2 separate regions of the Gossypium hirsutum genome follow, and region 2 is linked to region 1. The links are chromatin contacts, called in public Hi-C maps. All regions are on one chromosome and are shown on one strand. The core of a region is the stretch at or near the end of the contact, and the rest is flanking DNA. Distances in the headings are between cores, read along the strand shown. Region 1 has its middle 22 kb from the start of LOC107899048. Region 2 holds the start of LOC107899529 (E3 ubiquitin-protein ligase AIRP2).

What was found. Hi-C and Micro-C count contacts between places; a contact is called where the count stands out from the background.
Region 2: a contact with region 1 is called in a Hi-C map of leaf, with 4 times the contacts expected there. The contact joins the promoter of LOC107899529 here to the enhancer-like site in region 1. A contact is called at or near these places in 3 of 34 Hi-C or Micro-C datasets (all in leaf).

Annotation. Positions count from the first base shown.
Region 1 is chrD04:47,781,918-47,786,335 of Gossypium_hirsutum_v2.1, forward strand. No RefSeq gene overlaps it. Among protein-coding and RNA genes, the nearest start is that of LOC107899048, 22 kb to the left of the region's middle. Within about 2 kb of position 2,619, at least 3 of the 9 cell types and tissues checked have an H3K27ac peak or open chromatin away from gene starts, as enhancers often do. A contact at or near this core is called in leaf, where this site is marked.
Region 2 is chrD04:48,002,640-48,007,036 of Gossypium_hirsutum_v2.1, forward strand. It overlaps LOC107899529 (E3 ubiquitin-protein ligase AIRP2), which reads right to left and starts at 2,368. Exons shown (of 5, transcript XM_016825270.2): 1 at 1,913-2,368; 2 at 892-1,042; 3 at 722-788; 4 at 373-607; 5 at 1-105. The coding sequence starts at 1,977.

The DNA of each region.
Region 1 (4,418 bases), core at 1,369-3,868:
TGAAACAAGAGAGGTATTGGAAGCAAAATGAGGTGGTGGGTGGGATATTAGTTCAACTGGATACTGCCAACCTAAGGCTTATCATATTGGAGTCGAGAAGGACCTAACTGAGAAGACCCACATCGAAGATCTGAAATCTTAACAGGGCTTTCACGGTAGATTTTATTTTAGATTGCTGGGCTTCACTTGTACTTAAGAAACCGGGTTACATTCAAAACCCTACATCACTAGATTTAACAAGCTTTTTCTGACCCAGTCCCATTTATGATATTTCATTTAAATGCTCAATGCCCACTTCCAAATAGTTGCCCTCTCCCCCATCTTTGAGGCCCATTGAAATACAAAACCTTTTCGTTGTTAGTTTAGTGCCAATTTGCATGGAGACTGAAAAGATTAAAAGGCCCTCAAATTAGCGAATGTGCGGTTCAGGTTTGAGTTTCAATGCTCATAAATTGATATATATATATATACTTGGATTATGTCTAAATTTATTTTTCGTGTAAAATTCTTAAAAAAAAACTCTAAAATTTAATGCTATTAATTTATCAAGGAATAAAAGTTGTTTACGTATGGAGATGAATGTGAACTAAAAACTTGAATCTAATCTATTTGTAGCTCTATCTATGATTCAAAAAAAGAATACATTAAAGGAATAACAGGGCAGTCATCCGGAAATATGAAAGACGGGGTGTGGTGGGAGAATCCACTACGTAGTTTGCTTGCAGTTGACTTTGCCGGGAATCTTGAAAGAAGTTTTGCTGTGGGTTCCGTGGTGTCTGCCACAAAAGGTATCCAATCCATTCGTGCAATGACAAAAACAGAAAAAAAAAAAGAAAAAAAGAGAAGAGGAAAATGATAGTGGGAGAGAGAATTGAGGCAGAAAATGATATAACGCTAAGGCCATAATTTGATACTACTAATTTTATCAGCTTAAGCCTTCCATTTGAACTGACTTCTAATCCTGCAATATTTAAAACGTGTAGGCCATGAATTTCACTATTTGTTCTTAGCAAAGCAAAAAAGACAACGTTTAGGCTTCTTTTTTTTGTTCCAAGTAGCACCCTCAAAGCTCAATCAATCACATCCCTAATAAAACAAATGAATATATACTAACAAAATTGAGGTCTGGCCTTTGGAAATCAAATATTCAAGGAGTCAAACGGGTTTGGACAACTTTTCTAAAGAAAGGGAAAACAAAATCCACTCCAACTCGCAAACCGTTTGTAATGAAACAAGTCAGAATGAGCTGAGAGCAAAGGCAAAAAGATAAAGTAAATTATGTTTTCACGTGTAAAATGGGGACTGCCCGGGGGTATGTATTCTTTCTTATTTTATCCATAGATTTTCAACTTTTAACTCCTCCGTCCCTTGCTTATAAAGTTTGAGTACTCAGTTTCCCTTACCAAACTTGGAGAAGACTGACTATGAGGCCCATGAAACACACTGTCTCCTGTTGGCTCGTGTGTCTTGCGAGCTTTTTCTACGGTGTGGAGGCATTACCAACGCCGTGTTTTTACAAACTCTCTTGCTTCTAAAGCAAGTTATAATGGAAACAGAGGTATCCCTAAGTCAAAAGATGCCCACTAATTCGCCGGTGTCTATAATCTTTAAAGGACTAATGGTGTTGAAAATAATCATTTGAGAATCAGTTTGATTTGATTCCTATCATGGCTACGACCTAGGTCATCAAAAATCGGTCATCTTGTAAGAGTAAAAGCTAGAATTGTTCTGTATCTACAAGTTAGATGTATTTTAATCAAAGTCACAATAATAACGAATGAACTCTGTAGAGATTTGAGACCTAGTTTAATTGATATCTATTTTACATTTATTTATATGTTTGTCAGATATCTAAAAATGTATTTAAAAGTGGTAACTTATGGTGGTCCAAAGAGAATAATTCCGGATTATGTTCTCATGGTGCAGCTCATATATAGTGGATTGTGACAATTCCATCGAAAGGGTCTTCAAATATCTATATCTCAACTTTCCAAACCAACACGAAAAGACTAATTTTCTTGCGGGGCTTTCAAGAGTTAAGAGACAAACAAGCAAAGTTAAGTTGGACATAAGGCCTGGAAAAGTTTTAAGAGTAGTTTAGAGTCAAGATCTCTCATTTCATGTTTGTTGGGAGTTGGGACAGTATAAAGTTGTACTAACCATAAATCATGGCATTAACAAATTGTGAACTAGGTTAAGCTAGGCTCCAATTTATGTCCATTTGACAAAGATAATGGACAATTGTAACAAAGATCTCAAGCAAGAAATGTTAGGAGAAGACAACAATTCACGTGGCCGGGCCTTCCATTGTGTATGCATGGGGATTCATGAAGGGTGGGTATTGATGGCACAAGGGACCCCTCTCGAATGTCTGTCTCCGATACCTCCAAATAATTAAAAACCCAACTTTCCTAGTTCATATTATCCTCTAAGTCATTGAGGCGCCATTAATGTTTGATGTTTGACAAGCTATGAGAACTTAGTATAAATCGCAATATGCCCCTCTAAATGAAAGCTAAACCTATATTAAAACCCCCACTCATCTCTTTACAAGGTGATGATACAATTGTAATTTTGTACATTTGATGGAGTCACCTCAAGCTAACCAACCCCTTATATTCCAAATCTAAGTGGATCCCATTCCTTAAGATCATGGGTCCTATCAATGGCCGCCATGCCCATAGTTTGACCATACAAGATCCAAATGGGCTTCGCTTTTTTTCCTCTTTGAATTATCCTTTTTATTTTTATTTATGAAGATGAATAAAAAGTATAAGGTGATGGCCTAATGGACCTTTTACAAAACCCAAAACTCTCTTAGTCTTAGCTTAGAGAATGGGAAAGGGAAGAGCTTCTCCTTGCCACATGAATACCAAAAAAAAAAAGTCTCTCAAAGTCAATAAAATGATTGATGGGTAATTGAAGCCTGGAGAAATGTTCTTCCTGATCAGCAGCTCATTCAACCACCAATTGTTGTTTCATCAAAATGGAAAACGATGTGCAATCAACTTATAAACCTCTTTAAGTCTTAAGCACACAGGCTAAGATATGGAAAAAGACCCCATAAGTTTTCCATTTTGCAACCATGAAAGTGGGGACTAATGACAAAAACTACTGTACAAAAAAAGAAGAAGGTTTTCTTCCATACATATCAGCAAGGCAAAGTTAGGAATCTGATGTTGTTGGAGGTGGAAATAAAATTATAAAATAATTTAAATTTAATTATTAATAATTGAGAGGAACAAAAATTCATGTAAGACTTACGACAGCATGTATTGAATTTTGACGTTTGAATATTTTGCTAATGAAAGAACATCACGCATTATTGATGTCATTCCTTAGGTTTTAATTCATTAAGAATAATCTTAGCTACCAATATCAAATATATACCATAATATAGAAGTTCTCCCCAAGTTTTAATATGCTTCAATTTGATTTCATTCTTTGAAGAACAAGCAACGAAATATGTTGTTCTAGAGGGTAATTTAGTTATTTGATATGTAAGAAATGAGAAAAAGAGTAAAGAAAAAAAAAAGATAGAACTCTCTCTGTATATTTGGAATTTCGTCCCTCTATTTTTCAAATTTAAAAATTCAAATCTAGTTATTAGCACCGTTAAAATTCTTCTATTAAATTTGTTGGTGTGACATTCTACCTTTTTTTAAAAACAAAGTACTCACTCGATAATCATGTGTCACCAAAAATAACAATGTAATTGACTTGAATTTAACAAAAAATTTAACGATGTTAACAATTCTTTAAATTTACATTTGATAGTTTAATTAGAATAAAATATTTAGACTAACTAATGACATTATAAATGTCGAAGTACAAAATTATGTCAAAAATTAAAATTTAATATTTTTACATAGTTAAAAAATAGAAGATTCAGAATTGAAATTTAACTATTTTGTTAATAATGTAAAAAATAGCAATGACAAGTGTGGAAGGCCTTCTATATATATATGGTAGTATAGATATTGATTCATTAAGAGTAAATGTCATCATCCTTAAACCCTAATCATCAACATCAATGTCTAATTTAAAAATCATAGTGAAGAGACTGAATAAAAATATTTAAAAAATCAAAACATTAGGTGAAACCTTAAAGTTGATTGATAACATATTTAATTGAAGGGTAAGGATCATTTATTCAATTTCTCCCGAATTTCAACTCTATATAATTTTGAAATCATACGCATAAAATCTTCACTACGAACTTGTGCCAACTCATGAAATGGAGAAATGGAGATTTAAAATTATGCCAATACTCGATTAAAATATAGTGAAAGCATGTTAGTGAGATTATTATTAATTTGACTAATTATGAACTAATAAGGCGATATTCTCTGAAACATCGAACAAGTCTAAACTAGCTCATCATTGGCCTAACTCTACACTTATATAATTATCAACAC
Region 2 (4,397 bases), core at 1,118-3,617, 220 kb after region 1:
GCTAAATCAACAATTTCATTTTTGCTTGTATATATCCAAAGATCACCTGAATCCACTCTTTTCAAGCTGTCCCTACAGAAGGGGCATGACTGTGACCTTATTCGCCTATAAAACACCATAAAAACACAAATATTATCTTCAACATAATATGCCTATCTTCAATCTATGTTTTGAGAAGAGAAGAGCTTGAACATGGAGATGCTAAGCTTTTCTTCATAATATGTTTGTATATGTTTCTTGAAGTCCAGCTATATCCGTGGTGCGGAATTCAACTTCGGGTTGCTTACTTTAATCTCTATCATTCCCACCATGCTAAATTACTTGATAATCAAAAAGGAAACAAAAAAAAGAAGACCAGTTTCGATGGCTTACCAGGTTCGGTAGCATTTCATACACATTGAATGGTTGCATGTGGGCAACACAATCTTGCTGCGCACCTCCATGCAAATCCCACATTCTTCTTCCCTCTCTAAGTCGATTTCGGAGACCTTTCCTTTATTCAGTTCATCTCTTTTCGAGAACTTTGAAGCACAAATTTCCTTCTGTTTCCTGTCATCCACATCCGTAATTCCTCGAGATAGTTGCAATAACGAGGGAAAGATCACCCCTGTCATGACAATCCAAAGTCCAAACCACTCAAATAGTGTAAACATTTTTTCAAAAATTATGATAAATATGAATCAAACTTATGCACAACAACAACAAATCCCCTCTTACACACCATAGAATTCTCTTATGCTAGCTTTCCTTTCATGAATAGACATGGTGGTTTTACCATCAGCATAAGCCTTCAGAAAAAGAAACATCACAAAATTAACGTCCTTGAAATGCTATAAGTTTAGAATATGACAAGAACATCAGAAATTCATTACACAAGCGCTTGCAAATCACCTTGTATATAAGAATCCTGAGAAACCCCAAGGCACCAGCAAGATGACAATCAGTCCACTGAACAAGGAAAAGGAAGAAATGTGCAACTGGACTGTAAGATAATCTCATCTGAAGACAGGCACCATCATATTCTCTTGGATAATCAGAAGCCCTAATCATTCAAAAAAACAAAAAATAATAACGTGTAGTATAATGTAGTCCCTATCATGTGCTAATCAATACAGATATACATGTAGAACAGATCAAACTACTATAGACAAGTAATTAAGCTACATAAAAGGAAGAAGGACCCCCAAATCCTTTGAATGGAAGTTCTAGACTCATTAGTCTCATCCAAGTCATTCAGTGTCCTCTGTTTTCCCCTTTTCTGGCTAGGCTTTTTTTGTGTGGTAAAAACACTATTTTCAAGCTTCAAATTCTATAAGTATTTTCCTTTTAGGATAAGTTTAACCATATATAATCAAAATATCTTAAAAGCTTGAAGAAGAAAAAAAGAACAACAATTATTTTTCATTACTGTAGGAGCCATTATTAATATTCAATACAGAACCATCTAATTAAGCAATGAATATCCATAATATCTTAAAAGCTTGAAGAAGAAAAAAGAACAATAGTCACTTTTCATTACTGTAGGAGCCATTATTAATATTCAATACAGAACCATCTATTAAGCAATGAACATCCAATAAACACCAAAAATTACCAATAACAACTCCAATTAAGCAAAGAAAAGAAAAGAAATATTCAACATGGAACCATAGCCAGGATGAAAACTATCAATCTGAAATTTTATAGTCCCCCAAAGTAATAAAACGTTAATTTACCGGATTACAAGAATTCAAATACTAGGTTATAGCGTAATATAAGAAACAGTATCACGCATTGCATACTTTGAAAGAAAATCAGAAAGGAAGTATATATAAAAAATTCAAAGAAAAAAAAGGGGAAAATCATGATGAATCGGTACTGGCCATGCTCATCTACAGAAAATCAAGGAAGAGAAGAAGAAAGAAGAAATTACAGGGTATTGGCGAACTGAATATCAGCTTCAAGAGCCTTGAGAGAATCCTTGAACGATTTCCTCATCTCCCCTGTCTCTGTTTTGTTTTTCTTTTTCTTGCTCAAAAACTCTGTAACTGATTCAGAACTCAAAATCCAAAACCCCAACTACCCATTCGCCACAAACAACTCTTCAAGGCATCATCATATTCTATAATCAACAAAAATACTGGAAAAGAATCTTTTAATTAAAAAGAAAAAAGAAGCAGACCCAGTAATTAGCTTAGAATCCTCTGTATAAACAAAAACACAGTGTGTACAATTGAGAAGGAGGTGAAGAGTGTGAGAAATAGCAATAGCAATAGCAATAACAATAAATTAAAATAAATCTTTTCAGCTTTCGCTTAGAGCACACGTAATTGTATTTCCACGTATCTCTCAGCAGTCCGGCAGGCAGCAATATAAACTTTAATTAAACGGGGAATTATCCTCAAATTTACGAAAGTACCCTTATTGTTTCCGTCGATATTTTCTTCCCCCCTTTATACCAGGTCACCCAGTTAGTGTCACTGCCAAACTACGCTAGTTAGTTTTTGGGTGGGGAGGGTGCACGTGGAGAGCATGCAGGATTTGATCTAACGGTTATCGGGTGCCACGTGTCCTGATTGGTGAATACCTGGATCCCACGATGTATCTGGAATACGGTCGAAGTTTACTGCAAGGTTGATTTAATCAATTAAATGAGAAAGTGAGAAAATGGAGATACCCTAATATAATTATTAAACCTAAAACAAGATTTTGTTGAAGATTAAACAAAAATTTTGGCATCTAAATAGGTGGAGAGTTAATGTCCATAATTTCGCCTTTATTACCCACAATCATTCCTTATGAAGAGAAGGCAAGCAATTAGGTGCTACCATCTTGATTTTGTTTAAATTACAAGGGGGGAAATAGAAAATAAATTTAAATTTGACAAGAAGATAATATAAAATATTTTCATGCCTGTTTTGTTTTTTATGTTCATATTTTCCTCACACAAAAAAAGGGTTAAAGTTTAATTTTGTCCTTAGTTTATGAACTTTTCAAACTTTCGAATTTAGTCTAAAATTTAGTATAATCAATTTCGATTTAAAAATAAAAAAAATTCAAGGGGCTTTAATAGGGCCAAGTTGGTATAAAAAAAAGTAAGACCACAGACAGAACCAATTTTAAAAGTAAAATTATATTTGCACATAAAAGTATTTATTCCGTTCTAATTGGTGGCTAGTTAAGTTAAACATAAATAATAATACAAGGAAAGCCTGGCTAAAGGTGGAAAAATTGGCCACGAATCACCAGAATAAACAATTCTAGACTATGTTTGGTACATTGTTATCATTATTTGTTCTGATAAGGACACCCCAACCTCTAATTAATGATCCCACCAAACCCAGCATATCTAACTCCATGTCACATGCAAAGCAGCCATTTCGACTTACTAAAACAAAACTATATATCTAGATATTGATCAAAGCAGAATGGTGATGATTCATGTATTAAAAATTGTGGATAAAATTATAATGGTGCATTTGTATGCATGGCACAACAAGATCCAATGGGGGCTGCCATCTTTAAGTCAATATCACATCTAGAAGTGTGTAGATAACAACTCATTGATACCAACATTTAGTATATTGTTGAAAAAGAGTGTTAAGAAAGATGGTGTAAAACATAGTAGCATCAAGGAAGAATGTGTAGTGATTTTCATGCTAATAGGATGAGATCCTATCACTCAACCTACGCATAATACAGCACTGCAGATGGAATCATATATGATTGTTGCCGCTTAAAAACGATCCTTCAACTTCAAGGCGCTCGTAGTCTTGCTTCGATCATTGCCTGATAGCTCAACTTGCATGTCTGTTTTGACTACTTGTACCCATTTTCAAGCATTACAAGGGCAGCTCTGGTTCCTGCTCTGAAACATGGTGTTTTGATCATCGTAATTTCAGCATTAAACAGGATTTTCGTCAAATTTTGTACCATTGAAATGCGTATCTCGGACTTTTTTTAATAGTAGGAGATACACAACCACTTAAATGAAACGAATTCGTAGTAATGAAACGCACTCTTCTTAATGGCTTTTAGCAAAGCAAGTGAAAATAATATATATAGATATATGATTAATAAGTGGTTAGGTGCAAAGATAAAACACATTACATTTTTAAAGAAAATACACAGGTTTGAATTTTAGAGATAATTACTTTTAAAAAATACATATAATATACACTTTTACAAAAAAAAATACTATTTTTCTTAATAATTTCAAAATTATACTAGTATGGTAGTTTTTTTTTTGTTTTTGTTATTTTTTATTTTTTACAGGTTGAGTTTCATACTAACCTATACATTTGATTTAGTCTTTTAAGTTAAAATAATTTTTTCTTGTGCTCGAATACAAAGCTTGTTTTAGCTGTTAATCTGTTTATTCGGATCTTAAGTCTTGCTCTATTTATTGCATTTAAGAA